Regions from separate parts of the Anser cygnoides genome. Here region 1 is linked to region 2. Evidence: chromatin contacts called from public Hi-C data. All regions are on one chromosome and are shown on one strand. Each heading gives the region's core, a stretch centred on a gene start, on an enhancer-like site or on the middle of the called end of the contact. The rest is flanking DNA. Distances are from core to core; before and after follow the strand shown. Region 1 overlaps CYP2W1 (cytochrome P450 family 2 subfamily W member 1). Region 2 holds the start of LOC125179617 (C-X-C chemokine receptor type 1-like).

What was found. Hi-C and Micro-C count contacts between places; a contact is called where the count stands out from the background.
Region 1: a contact with region 2 is called in a Hi-C map of fetal liver, with 2.5 times the contacts expected there. The contact joins the enhancer-like site here to the promoter of LOC125179617 in region 2. A contact is called at or near these places in 5 of 7 Hi-C or Micro-C datasets (fetal liver, granulosa cells and liver).

Annotation. Positions count from the first base shown.
Region 1 is chr15:6,171,147-6,177,961 of Taihu_goose_T2T_genome, reverse strand. It overlaps CYP2W1 (cytochrome P450 family 2 subfamily W member 1), which reads right to left. Exons shown (of 18, transcript XR_010825040.1): 11 at 5,838-6,008; 12 at 4,521-4,659. Among named protein-coding and RNA genes, the nearest start is that of CYP2W1, 23 kb to the right of the region's middle. Within about 2 kb of position 1,666, at least 1 of the 3 cell types and tissues checked has open chromatin away from gene starts, as enhancers often do. A contact at or near this core is called in fetal liver, where this site is marked.
Region 2 is chr15:6,051,471-6,058,046 of Taihu_goose_T2T_genome, reverse strand. LOC125179617 (C-X-C chemokine receptor type 1-like) reads left to right here and starts at 2,912. Exons shown (of 2, transcript XM_048063657.2): 1 at 2,912-3,165. The region is part of intron 2 of C15H7orf50 (chromosome 15 C7orf50 homolog); the gene reads right to left.

The sequences.
Region 1 (6,815 bases), core at 417-2,916, 120 kb before region 2:
CCCAATAAAGTTTTAATTTTCCCATGTCTTCATTATATCTGATGTGCCTGCCACCCAACTTTGTGCTGCACAGAACATGAAGGTTGATCCTGAGCCCAAGAATGACAATGAATATTGGCAGTTCAACTCGTATCTCGGGGGTGAGAGGTTCTGCATGCCCTGTTCCTACTAACAAAGTGCTCAGCAGGAGACCCTCCATATCTGCAGAGTGGTTTCTCGAAGGCAAAGAGCTTTCCCTTTGAGCTCAGCTATGGCTACTGGTCAGTCCTGAGGACAGCCTTTGTTTTTTCCTTCTTTTTCCTTGCCTAACCTTCACATCTTGCTTGCAGGGGCAGAATGAAAGGTTCCCACCACATCTTCACTATGCTAGTGCTGTCCCTCTGCATAGCACCTTGGACCTTGAGTCTCTCACCTCAGCTCTGGCCCTCCCAAAGCATCACTTGCAGACGCTGTTTCTCTTGGGGAGTGGTGGCAACAGAATGGGGTCTTCTTCAGGGGGGAGACAGGTAAAGCAACTGAGCAACAAGCTACACATCAACTCAATGAGGGTAGTGAAGCCAAATAGACTTTTGCCTTTGGCTTCTGAGAGGCCAGGCCTGTTCCTGCTCTAGCCCCCTTCAAAAGTAATATAAACTCAGAAGACAGATGTGGCAACCACCTAGTGTTTGGGGGAGAAAACTGGGCTGGGTTCAAATCTGCATTAACTCACTGGTGGAACCTCAGACCTCACCCCTTGTCACTGGCTTTGGGTGTCCTGGCTTGGAAGGAGAGAGGTGGATCCCTTCCCAAAAGCACAGCAGCCTCCAGAGCCTGCTCTTCTTAGACATCACCTTCCCTGCTGGCTTCCTCTGTCAGGCAGAGCAGCAGAATTTGCAATATTCATGCCTCAAAGAGATCCATGAGCCTCTAGGTGCAAACATCCAAGGGAAACAGGTTCCCTTGACTCCTTTATACGTGTATCTTACTTGTACCTGTATTAGCAGACAGATGGAAGTGATTGCTTGCTCTCCAGCACACTAAACTAGATAGCTGAATACATCTCCACAGAAGAAAGTGCTGTCTCTCACTTATTTCTTCAGCGAAATGATGGCAGAACACTGATTATGACTCAGCTACAGATTTATCTAGCAGAAAACATTGGCTCCCGGGGCTCATAAGTGGGTGGAAGTACCATTTCCACATTCCTTAGTGGCCCTGAGGGTCTTCCTGCTGGCTGCAAAACATGTTTGTGCCTTGCATCACACCATCCTGAATTGAAGGCAAACATCTTGGGGCAGGACAGGTAGCTGGGTATTGAAAATTAGATATGAACAACCCCACCTCACCCTGTGTCTGTGGCTCACGGCACATGCAGCGGGCTGGGCAGCGTGCCCCACATCCCTGCCTGCTGCTTGATGCTGGGACCAGGGGCTCCTGCTCTCGAAGGGGCAATGATCAGGTGTCAGGATTGCAGCAACTGTACAGATTTGTAAAATGAGGACCGCCTTCTATTTGCAGTCCCTTTATGCACTGGCCAGAGCAATAACCACTGTGCAGAATATCATTTCTGTTTTCCTTTTGCCACGAGATGGCACCACGATTCCTCCAAGTCCCATACAGCCCAGCCCTGCACTCCTTAATGGGCTAAAATGCTCTGCCAGCTACAAAACAGTGCTCTCTAAAGGGGGCAGAGCTAAGTTGTGAGGCTTTATGCATCTCTAGTCCAACTGTGTTCACCTGTGAGCAAGGCTGGGAGCAAAGATATACGCACTATTTATTTACTGTTATCCTGGGAGAATCAGATGGTTCACAGGGGATAGGAGTCTTCTCATCCTGCAGCAGACAAGGATCCCTCCCAGGGGTTAACCTGCTCAAACACTTTGTGGGACAATGACTCAATGGACCTCCCTGCAGTACTATCAAATCCTTCTGGCTTCCACTCAGCATTTCAGACCAAGGAAGAAGCGAGCTGCTGTAAATGAGAGTCCGATTGTCTTCGGTGATGAAGGGGTGGGATGAGGTCCCTCAGAGCACAGGGAACCTAAAAAGTGCAGGGTTTGCATCTGGTATTCAAACCCAGAAGAATGGAAAGTGTTGGAAGAACATGCCTCAGACATAAAAAGTGCAAGTATCGAGGAGTAATTTATCACATGTACAGCAAGGAATGGGAAAACAGCAGGGATTCAAGGATGAGACAACACTGGTATCTAATATTGCACTCCAAATGAAGAAATAACCCACAGTTGAGAAACATTCTCTCTCAGAAGCTCAGAACAAGGATAACTTTCTTACATTGTGTATTTAATGTGTAAAGTAGTGACGGTTCTGTCATTTCCAGCCATGTATCTGGCTGGTATTTTCCAGGTAACCTTACCCACCAGCTCTCCTCTGCTTCTTAGAAAAATATTTGTTCAATAAAAATTTCAAGCATTAAGCCAGTACTTGAAAGGCTCTGAGTAAGAAGACACTACTTGTATCTACTGCACAGGGATCTGGTTTCTCCTTTGTACATCTCTTGGGCTCTGCACAAAACAATTACAAGGATTTTCCTCAGCTCCGAGCCTTGGGCTTATGGGCGTAGCACAGCGCAGGCACACTGCGGATGGGGTCTCATGGTGAATCCAGCCTCTGCAGTTGTGTCCAGCTCTGATTCTTTGACCCCAGGTGGAGGCTTAAAAGTAAATTTCTGGATCAAGCCAGTGAAGAAGATGAAGAGCTCCACTGTGGCAAGGCTTTCTCCAATGCAGTTTCTCCGCCCTGCAATGCCAAAAGCATCGTTGTCTGTAGAGTGGTGGCTCCCCAGACAACTCTTCCCTCCTGCTTAGTAGCAACAGTGTGAGGGACAGAACAGGCTGTAGGAATGCAAAACAGCATGGGGAGATATTCAGCAGCCACCACCACTGGTCTCCTACACCTATTTGAACGTGGTTGTTTCCCTCTGAGCCTGCAAGGAATTGATTTGGGATAACCTAGAAACTGTCCTTCCCAAGGGAGAGGGAAGGTAGAACTCTTGCCTGAAGGTGTTGAGTCCTCTGTAGTTCCCAGTGGTGCCTTTGAACCGAAGAGCACAGTGTGCCTCCCAGTGTGAGGGACTGTTTGCGACTCATCGAGACCCAGAGCAGATATTTCTACACCATTCCCACCAGTGATATCAGTGCTGTTCCTAACAGAGGCACTCTGTTAGAGGCAATCCTGACTCTTGACTGTTGTATGCTGTGGAGCACTGGGTGCTCAGAGCCCTGTGCAAGACCACACACGTTTGTTACCTGTTGAGAAGGGCAGGAATGCTTTCTTCTTTACGAAGTTCCCTTCTGAATCAAGGAAATGGTTTGGGTTGAATTCATCTGGCGTCTCCCACTGTGTTTTATCCAGCAGCACAGAGGTGAGCAGAGGAATCACTGTAGTTCCCTGCAGCACAACCACGTTCTGCTTAAGGGCTTTGCCCATCCAGCCACGTAACCACACCCCCCCCTTTGGGCTCTCTGCAAGCAAAATTCCAAAGAACTAGTTTCTAGATTTGTGCAAGACCAGATGATGCTAGTTAGTGGAGATACCCTGTTCACTGGAATTACTGAGTAGTATATGATTAAGTAACAGTGGTTGTGTGCTGTTACTGAACAATATTAGCCACGCTTCCTTCCTGGCCAGATGACCTCTGCTTGCCTCAAATAGGCAATACGACAATGCCACCATACTCCAAAGGCAGCACTGCTTTATAGGGCACAAATGACAATGGAAAGAGTTAAGAGAATAGGGAATGGACTCGAGATTATCAAGATTGAATGAGAAAACAGAGTAATGGAAAATGGGAAGTTGCGTGCATAACCCAGAAGTCACACTTCCTCAGTTTGGATGCTGAGGAGATGGAGGATTAGGAAACTGTCCCTCCCCCACTGAAAGCCCTGTGCCACAAGCTCCCCTCCTTCTTGTGACATTTTGCCCTGTGGGTCACTGGTGTGGTGCATGTGAACCACCCTGCTCTTCGTCCGGAGAGCAGCAAGTACCTTGGGTATGAAGTAGCCTTTAAAATGTGTGTCAGTGGAGGTGCACCGGGGAACGTGTGGCAGGAGGGTGACAAATCTCTGCACTTCGTGAATGACTGCAGTGGTGAAGGGCATTTTTTTCCGGTCCTCAAAGGTAGGCAAGCAGCCAGGGCCAAGAACTCGCTCAATCTCTGCGTGCACCTTTTCTGCAGGGCAAAGGGAAGGCGTGAAGTGAGTTTCCCTCAGTGGTAAAGCACCTTCCAAATCCCAGCCCACACTGACTGTTGGCTGAACTACCTCAGGGTGGTGAGAGATGCAGGGCAGGAAGTTTCCCAGCCCCTGGGAGCAGATATGAGAACAAACCCTCAGATCCTTTGGTCCTGAATGGCAGCATGCAAAGCTTGGACAGAGATGGACAGGTTTCAGGTACTCAGGTTTGGGATGCTCTAGCACACATGGGCAGCTATGACACTTTTACAGGTGAGCAGCATTTATGAAGTCACTGCAGAGTACTTTAATACCCTAGGTAAGAAAAGCAAAACCATAAAGGTGTCTTACTTTGAATCTCAGGGTACTTCATCATTAGCAGAACAGCCCATTGCAATGTTGTGGATGTTGTTTCAGTGCCAGCCATGAGCAGGTCAAGTGCAGAGGCCAATACATTTTCATCATGAAAAGGAGTATCTTTATTTTTTTCCTGTAGCACAAAAAAAAAGAAAAAGTCACTGCTTTTAGCATGGAAAGACAGAACTAGGATGGTGCTCTCAAATCCAGAGTCATATGATCACAGGATGTGGAAGATAGCTGGGAACCACCTCCAGGTGGTTGAGAACAACTCATGTTCTAGTCCTGAATTTGCTGATTCCAAGTCCTGTCACTAGAACTAGTCAGGATTTACATCTCTTTCCAAGCACACCAGCTCTATGTACTAGAGATTTCCTGCTTAATGTCCTCCACTAGCTTTAAAGTTTGTAGTGAAAACTCAAAGAACACATCCCTATCTAGAAAGAACACTGCCGACCCACCTTTTGTATACGCAAATACTTCTGCTAACTGTCTAGGATACATCTATTCATTACTTTTTTTTTGACTTCTTATTTTAATGATGAGCACCATGATATAAGATCTCATTATCTAGAAGGGACTGTCCCTGGAAGATGTTAAAGGAGATACCACCCAAATGGGTAACGTAGTCTTCGGAGACCTTACAGTGTGATGCATGTGAATCACAAGTGCCAAGATGCACCAGGATATCACTGGCACTTCAGTTCTGCTCTCCTGCTTCGTGCTTCCACCGGGAAGCACTTTGCCCATTCTTGAATGCTACAGCTGAGGCACGTGCTCAAGGGGTCAAGCCCAAGCTGCCATCCCTTCCCCTCTTGCCTCAAGTACAAACGCTTGGAGAGGAAGGGTGAAGACAGACTGAACAATCCTTGCTGTAGTCCTGCACTATCATCCCTGCCTGTAAACCCACTAAGTGGAAGCTCCTGATGTGTTTGCACAAGCACAGAAGGAACTTGTGCGTCTCTGCAACTGGGAATTCTTTGTCTTCCCATGCCCGCAGAGAGAGACATGTCTACCTGGAGTACATTGGAAAAATCATGTTACCTCCAGCAGGGAAGGAACTGTAGTTGACACCCAAGAACAAGTCTTACACATTGGTCTAGTTAACAGCACAGTCTAATTGACTATTTCTTGCTTTTCCCACTTCACGCAGTATTAACAAGGTCTAAAAATCTCTGTTACAATAGGAGGATGTTTATCCAAAATTTAAATATTTTCATGTAGACCTTGGCACAGCACATTCATTAATCAAGGAACACGGAGTGTCTCCGCATAGATACCATACCAGAAATCATTGTATTGTTAAAATACCTCTTGTTTGAATACCAGTGCATCAATATAGCTTGTCAGGCTGTTTCCATTAATGTTTTTTTTGCTCTCCTTGATGTGCTTCTTTAAGATCACACACACCTCTTCTATTTTTTTCAGTATAATCTTGTGAGGTTTGAAGAGAAATCCAAGGAATGGGTAGAAATTAAATAGCTAAAAAAAAAGGAAAAAGGTACAGAAAAATATACATTTCCCAATTACACTGTAAAACTTAAGTATCATAATGGAGAAATCATTTAAGTGAGGAACCAAATGACATACTATTGGAGTTTCCCTTTGTTGGTAACTAAAAAAATTTAGTGTATTAAAATGTCTCCTCTTACTAAAAATTCTTTACAGAAATGAATGGAGCTAATCAGACTTGTCTAGACATAGCCTATAAACATGAATTAAAAAAATACAATTAAGGGAAAGTGATAGTGAACTCATGAAACAATGAAATTACATTTTTAAGGAGGTAATAAAGTAAAAAGATAAAGCATTACACTTTAGCAAAGAAAACTTCGGGTGTTTAGCAAGCCAAAATCCTCATGTTTTAAAGTTGTTAGATCATCATTTTTAACTTTCACATGAATTATAAATCAATTACACTCACTTCTCAGCATCGTTAAATTTCACAGCACAATAAATAGTTGCATTTTATGTGCAGGGAGTTACTTACGCCACTTCTTAATGTTAGAAATAAACTGGCTGCAGAATAAAATTCACAAATCTCTTGCTCTACCCTGTGCTAACTGGTTATAATTTTGCTGTTTTCTGCAAAAACTAAACCTGCTGTAGAGATTAAAAGAAAAGGGATGTTGCCCATGTCTTTATTGTAAATTGTTTTTATTCAGGTAAAAATTCATCAGCATCCCTTTTTTTAATTTTTCAGACAGCTTTTTGGATGACTGTTTCAATATTACCTTGAGTAACTAATACTCTGCTCCTTGTGATGGATTAATATTAACAAGAGCTCTT
Region 2 (6,576 bases), core at 1,663-4,162:
GTCTCACAAGTCAGTAGCATTGGACTGTGCCTGTTAAAGAACACAGATAAGTTTCTCATCTGGCATACATATATGGGAGAAAGGGACTCCAGATTAAACGTACCATCAGGGATCCGTACCCTGCTAAAGACATTGGTTATGCAGGACAAATAAGAGAAACGATGAGGTTTTGGTCAAAAGAAAAGCAGCTCGCATCTGCTTTCTTTACAAGATCATCATCCACCCAGTACCAGATACATTTATTTTGCCATAAGACCAATAAGATGGGTCAAAAACCAAACACGACTTTTGCCAAGAGCAGCACACTGCAGGTGGCTCTTGGAATTGCAGATGTTACTGGCCAATCCTTAAATACTGCCATAGCCATTTTGTTCTGCAGTTTTATGAAGTTTATACAGCTAAACACGACTTTGTTTTTCCACTGCTCTCATGACTCGCGCCCTGTGATCGTTTAAGCAAACTGAACTGTTTTATTGTTTAAGGAAGGACACAGCTGATCTCACAACAGCAGTATCTTGCTTTTCTTTTAGTAATGCATCAACTGTGAAAATAACTGCACAGTGAGCTGCTGCTAAAACACACTGTTAAGATGCCTATCAGCACGGTCTAAACAGAATAAAGGATATGGAACTGGGAAACCTTGATTTTCTAAACTCTGTTTCTCCTACAGCTTTCCTTTTATTTCATCAACTTGGAAGAATGTATTTCTCAGTAGTCCTCCACCAGCAAAACACAGGTATTTTCTGAATCTATCCACACATCCTGAAATTGTAACGTGCTACTTGCTCCCAATTCAAAGTACGATAAGCATTCTTCGCTCTAAATAAACCTGAGTAATAACACTTAATACAGGTTTCAAGGTACAGAAAAATGTTTGTAAATGTGAACACAATTTTCAAGATGGAAGCTCTCTCTTCATTTTTATTTTTTTAAGATGGGAGGTGTGAGAAATAACTTTCCTGTTTTTGTTTTTCTGATTCTATACTTTTTTTTTTCTTGCTAGAGGACAACCTCCCTTTAAGCTTCTCTTTTACTACAGCGAGCCTTGTCAGAAAAGCAGTTACTGAAAAACAGGAAATGCAGTCTTCACACTGATGTGTTAGGGCTTATCTTCACTTGAGTTACTCCTTGTTCATTGACTGCTAATTAACTCTGAATAATTTAAACCTTTATGAAGGGTAGTTTGAATAATCCTGAAAATTTTGGTGTAGACTGTGATTCTCCTGTATTTTACTAATAACCCCAAAAGGTGCAGTCAGATATCCTTGTGTACACCCACCCAGTGCAACCCTCAGAAAGTACAAACCCCAGCTGGTCACTGGTGGCCCTCAGCCAAAAATTGAGCCAAGCAGAGGAGATCAATCACATGCCCATCCAGCGCGCTTCAGTGGAAAGCAGCAACAAAGTGATGCCAAAACTGTTCAGCATAAGCACATGATCTGTTCTGGAGTCTAAAAAGTCAATTTAGTACCCTCCAGACAAGGACCAAATACTTTCTGAAATTTTCTTGCTATTTGCAGAACAATAGGTTGGTTATTTACACAGTTCAGTGTGTTCTCCGCACAGCCAAGTCCTAGAAAGAATAAGGTGACATTTCAAATTTGCATCTTTCATGGAAAATCAACAGTAAAAAAATATTTGCCTGACTTGCATGCTTAATGCATTTTTTCTCTGTCCTTGTTAACTGCATAAAACTGATAGCAACAAAAGGCACCAGGATTTGGGTGCGCCTCAAACCCAAATGCCATATACCCAACAGGTACACCACACAGCCAGCTTCAGGCTTTTCAGTAGCAATTTGGAGGAACTATTTCAAATGAAAGGGAAACGACCCACTCAGTCTAACAAACAACTATGTTAAGATGATCAGAACCAAAACCAACTTGGGAGTCGGGGTATTCTGAATAACGTGTACGCTCTTTGGAAACCACGTTTCACAGAGCCCCACTGAACTACTGAAGAGCTGTTTTGGAAACTTGAACCTTTTATCTGAAAGCTAAAACATCTCTGCGCCGCTGCTGCAACCCACGACCAGCCATGCACTTGTTTCTCTAGTTTCCAAGAAGTGTTTGGAGCAGTAATACCTGCCTTTGGGCAGAAATGTAGACCTAGTGCTGACATATTTTCTCCAGGCAACCTGCAATGCTGGAATCTGAAATCTAGGCTCAAGTATATTTGTTTAATTTCATTTCATTGAAGCATTTGGGCTCTTTTCACGTGTTTATCAATAAAGCTCATTAAAGTGCAACAGGTAAAACACCATGAAGACAGAAAGCACTGATTAATATTAAAAGATTACAAGAAGGAAGTGCTTTCCCATGGTTGTGCTTATACAAGAAAGCACGATGCAGCCGCTGCTTTCCAAACGAGGCTGCATGCACTTGTACCTGAGGTTTTAAGAACACTTTTGAAAAGTCACTAATAAGACTGATCCTGTGCCAGACCCAAAACATACTACAGACCCAAAATCCTGCCTTTTAACACCTCATGGTCATTGCAGAGCATCTGGAAAAATAATTTGTTGCATGTGTACAATACTGGGAGCATTCCAAGAGCCAGAACCCATGGAAAAACAGAAATTACCTTAATTTTAATAAGGGCTCTTAATTTTGACATGGAGTGCTTCTGTGTTAAGTTTTTGTCTCATTTCGTAAGGGGGTTGCTTGGTATTTATTCAACTAGCTTTTCCTTTCTAGACCTCTAGTACTTACAACAGCATAGTTAAAAAAACACGTAATTGCAAAGGCTGGGCAGCATGCGTAGGATTCCTTCATGAACAGGCAAAAAACCACTGGATGGCCTCACGTACTTAGAAATGGCTGGGACAAACACTACTTTTCTGTTCTAAAACATCTCACTGCAGAGGATAATTTGAACTTGAGTCACATGATGAAGCCATAGGTTTGCTAAACATGCAACGTGTATGGTTTGAATGACTTAAGCCCAGTTCCTGTTTCCTTTGCAGAACTGTGTGTTTTTGTAGTCGGCCAGCGCCTGGAGTTTTCACCGTTATTTACAGCAGCTGAAGGAGTGATTGTAATACATACACGCTGCTTTCTGCATAAATATAAAGGGCTATATCCTCCAAACAATAATTACATTTCGTCTGACTTTACACAGAGAAAATCTCAGCCGGTTGTATCTGTGGAACGCTTTCTTGAAAAGGTAAGTGCTTTATATTACTTTGAATATGCAATGCTTTATTCATCACGAGAGGACCAAATTGTGATGCTACAGTTGTCATTTAAAGTTGTTAGTGTTTGCTTGTTTAGTGAGATTGGAACTACACAAAATAAAATACCGTTTCTGGGAAACAGCCTCATAAAGCTGAGCATTAAATAGAGTAAATTTAATGACTGCTTTCGGGTAAATACAGAACTCCCACTGAACTGACGGCAGCTAGATGATAAAATACTATTCAGTGGTCTGGATCAGGGACTCCGACTGCCTAACAGTAGCCGCTTAAAAGACGGACAATTTTGGATAATCCTGGCCACACTGTAAGAATTCCATAGCACAGGAAACACGTCAGCAACGCTACTTTGAAGATTATGTTTGGTTATTGCTGACTCACTTATATTGTAGAAAAGTAAAAATAGCAGCTTTCAGTTTCTCAGAAACTGATCGCTTTCAGAAACTGAGATTGGGATTTCTCAAGTCTTGAACCTCAAATACTTTCCAAAGTGTAGGAATTTTGTCATGGTGACATCACAAGAAAAATAAATATAGTATTTTAGACTTCAGTCTTTCATATTGTGCAACTCCCACCCCCAGCTTGTCAGACCTAGGAAGGACAAATTCGTGAATGCATTAATCCTCCACCTACCAAATTGCTGCATTGTTTTCACGGGGTGATGCAGCACATGCCCACCAAGAGCCGAGTTTCACAAGAAGTATTATATATGTTGCTTTATTGGTGGATGAAAGAATTTTTTCCTTCTAAAGGCTGGTGGCAGAACGCAGAAGGGCTGCCCTGCCAAGGTTTTTATAGAGGAAGAGTTCGTGTTGCCAGGCAGAAACTCCCTTTTTTAGAAACACTTATTTCTAGACTTTAAATCAACAAGTTTCCTTGAAACCAAGCCCTCCATTTGCAAGAATTAACCATCAAATAGATGGGGTGGTGTGGGTGGGTGTGTGCAACAAAACAATGAAACCTCAGACTAGATCCTCTCAACGCTGAGAAGTCGACTTTTCACAACTTGCTATTTTTAAGCTGCCCTCTGAACGCTGTGCTCATTTGCTCAGCTCCATCTGTTGGAAGCGAAGGAGAACGTACGAGCTGTGGTTCAGAAAGTGAAAATCAAATGCATCCATGTCAACAACAGCTGACACAAAGGCAGATCGGACATCAGTGGGGAAACTGTGCCAGGGAGAGGCAAAACCTGAAGAGTAACCGGTGAGGCCATGTGGAGTTAGGGAAGGATTAATGATATGTAAATGATTGTCCATTAAAACAATTAAATTTAAAGTGTGGGGGAGCAGAGGTGAAGAAGGGATAACGCGCTTTTGGAGTAAGATAATACAGGGAAAGATGATGCAAACAGTGTAGTGCAGATTTCCATTAATTAACCTGAGGAGAACCAGGAAAAAAAACAAGTTCTGCCACAGTTTCCACACGAGAGCTTTGACATGCTGGTTTGATGTTGGTCTCAGTGACCAATGAGTGGATAAACACTTTTTTTCACTGCAAGCAAGCATTATGGACATACCGACCAAACACTGCAAAGACGCCAGCAGCTTGGTGCTTTGGTACGACTTTGTTAATGTGGATAATCCTAAAGCGATATTCTGGAAGTTCCCTTTAAAACACTGCACCTATTCTTTTTTCTTCTATCAAAATTTTACTACTTACATCGTTTATAAATACGCACACATCATTGCAGTGCTATTCTCCCCCAGGTGAATGTTTATTTCTAGGCTGAATGGATTACTTTGGTTTAGTTTAACCCACTCCCCAGTGAGTTGCAACTCCAGGAACATGCTTTATGAAGTTTAATGCCCCTTACTTTGTCTTAAACACCCAAAAAGTAGCCAAATAAAATAAAAAATACCTTGCTTCTGTCAAAAATGAAGTCAGTATCAGTACCAAGGCCAGATCCTGAACAAATTTAAACAAGAGTTGGCATCTTGTTTTTCTTGTAATTTGATGAAAGGCCTCATGATTTCCTGTGGAACCTAAAACCACTTCTTTTGTTTCCTTTGCAATTATGCCACTGTAAAAGTTGAATGGTACTACACTAGTGTCAGATCCTGTGCTGAGTGTACTGATCTGGCCCGTGGGGTGAGAGCTGTTGAGAAGACACGGAAACCTCCACAGAGCCAGGACTAAATGGAAACGTTCAGTTCTGCAAAAGGGTTAACGGGCCTAGAAGGTAACCCTGGAGACTCTGAGAAGAGCTTCTCAAAATGTAAATATGCCTTAACCTCCCAAAACCACTGTGTGGGCTGCTGACTTGTAACAGCGAGAAGCTTGCTGCAGGTGCTCAGGAGGTGCCACATCCTCTGCAAAGCTGAGAATCGCACTAGGCCTCAGATGTCTTCCAACAGTAGGTTAAACTTCGACTTACACTGCTTCACTCACGATTTTTCTCCTCAGCATTTAAGAGATGAATTGTAGAAGCTGGAAGTTCACGGCCTTTGGATTTCCAGGAAATCAAAAGAAATCAAAGCAGCAGGTGGAGGCCAGGAGAAGTAGGTTTGGCTGCAGCTGACCGAGTAGCACAGTCGACCACTTTTATGCAGATAGGCATAAAAAGCACAGCCACAGAGAACAAAGGGGAGTAAGGCAGCATTGCAGCTACTTGATTAACGAGAAATGTTCTGCATGTTTTTCCCCAGCGCTTCGGTATTTCATGGTTCACCAAACAAAATCTTTGCATCTAACTCTACATGGACACGATCCAAATCTTTCTGAACTTCTTAAACTACCAACTAAAATTAAGCGTAATTCAGACTAGTCGGTTTTCTTTCAAAAAGAGATACTCTGGAATTAAAATTTAGAAAGGGGAATTCACCAGCACAAAGAAACACCGAGGAGCCAATCAACTGACTAGATTTGTGAGGTTTTGTGTTTTTTTGTTTTTTTCTTTTTTAGTTGTCCTCTCTCTTCAGTTTGAACATGTTAATACAAACATGATGTTTTCTTAGTGGTCCATAGTGAAAATAACCTCAACAGAAACAAAAGCTCTAACGCAAACATTTAAGAGAAATTTCCTCGACTAACAAGCCATATGTCCTCCCCAAACCTAGCATCTTTGAAAAGATTTCCACCCCATTTTTCTCAAGATTGTTTGTATTTAACAATCTGTTTTTAAACTTCAAACCTACGCTGACTCTTAATTATCAGTTTGCTTCAGAGACTTGTGCTAGTTTTGCCTACTGATGCTTTCCTACGTGGCGCACCCAAGCAGAGAGCTCAGACCACTGCCAGGCTCTGCCCAGCCAACCCTTCCCTTGCTGTGAGCGGACCTGTAACAAAACTTCCCCGTGTGCATCGGTGCTTTTTCCTACAGTGGAGCCTCCCCAAAAACAGCCTCCTCTGGAAAGGAAAAACTCTGTCCTTAAAAAGGGAAAAAG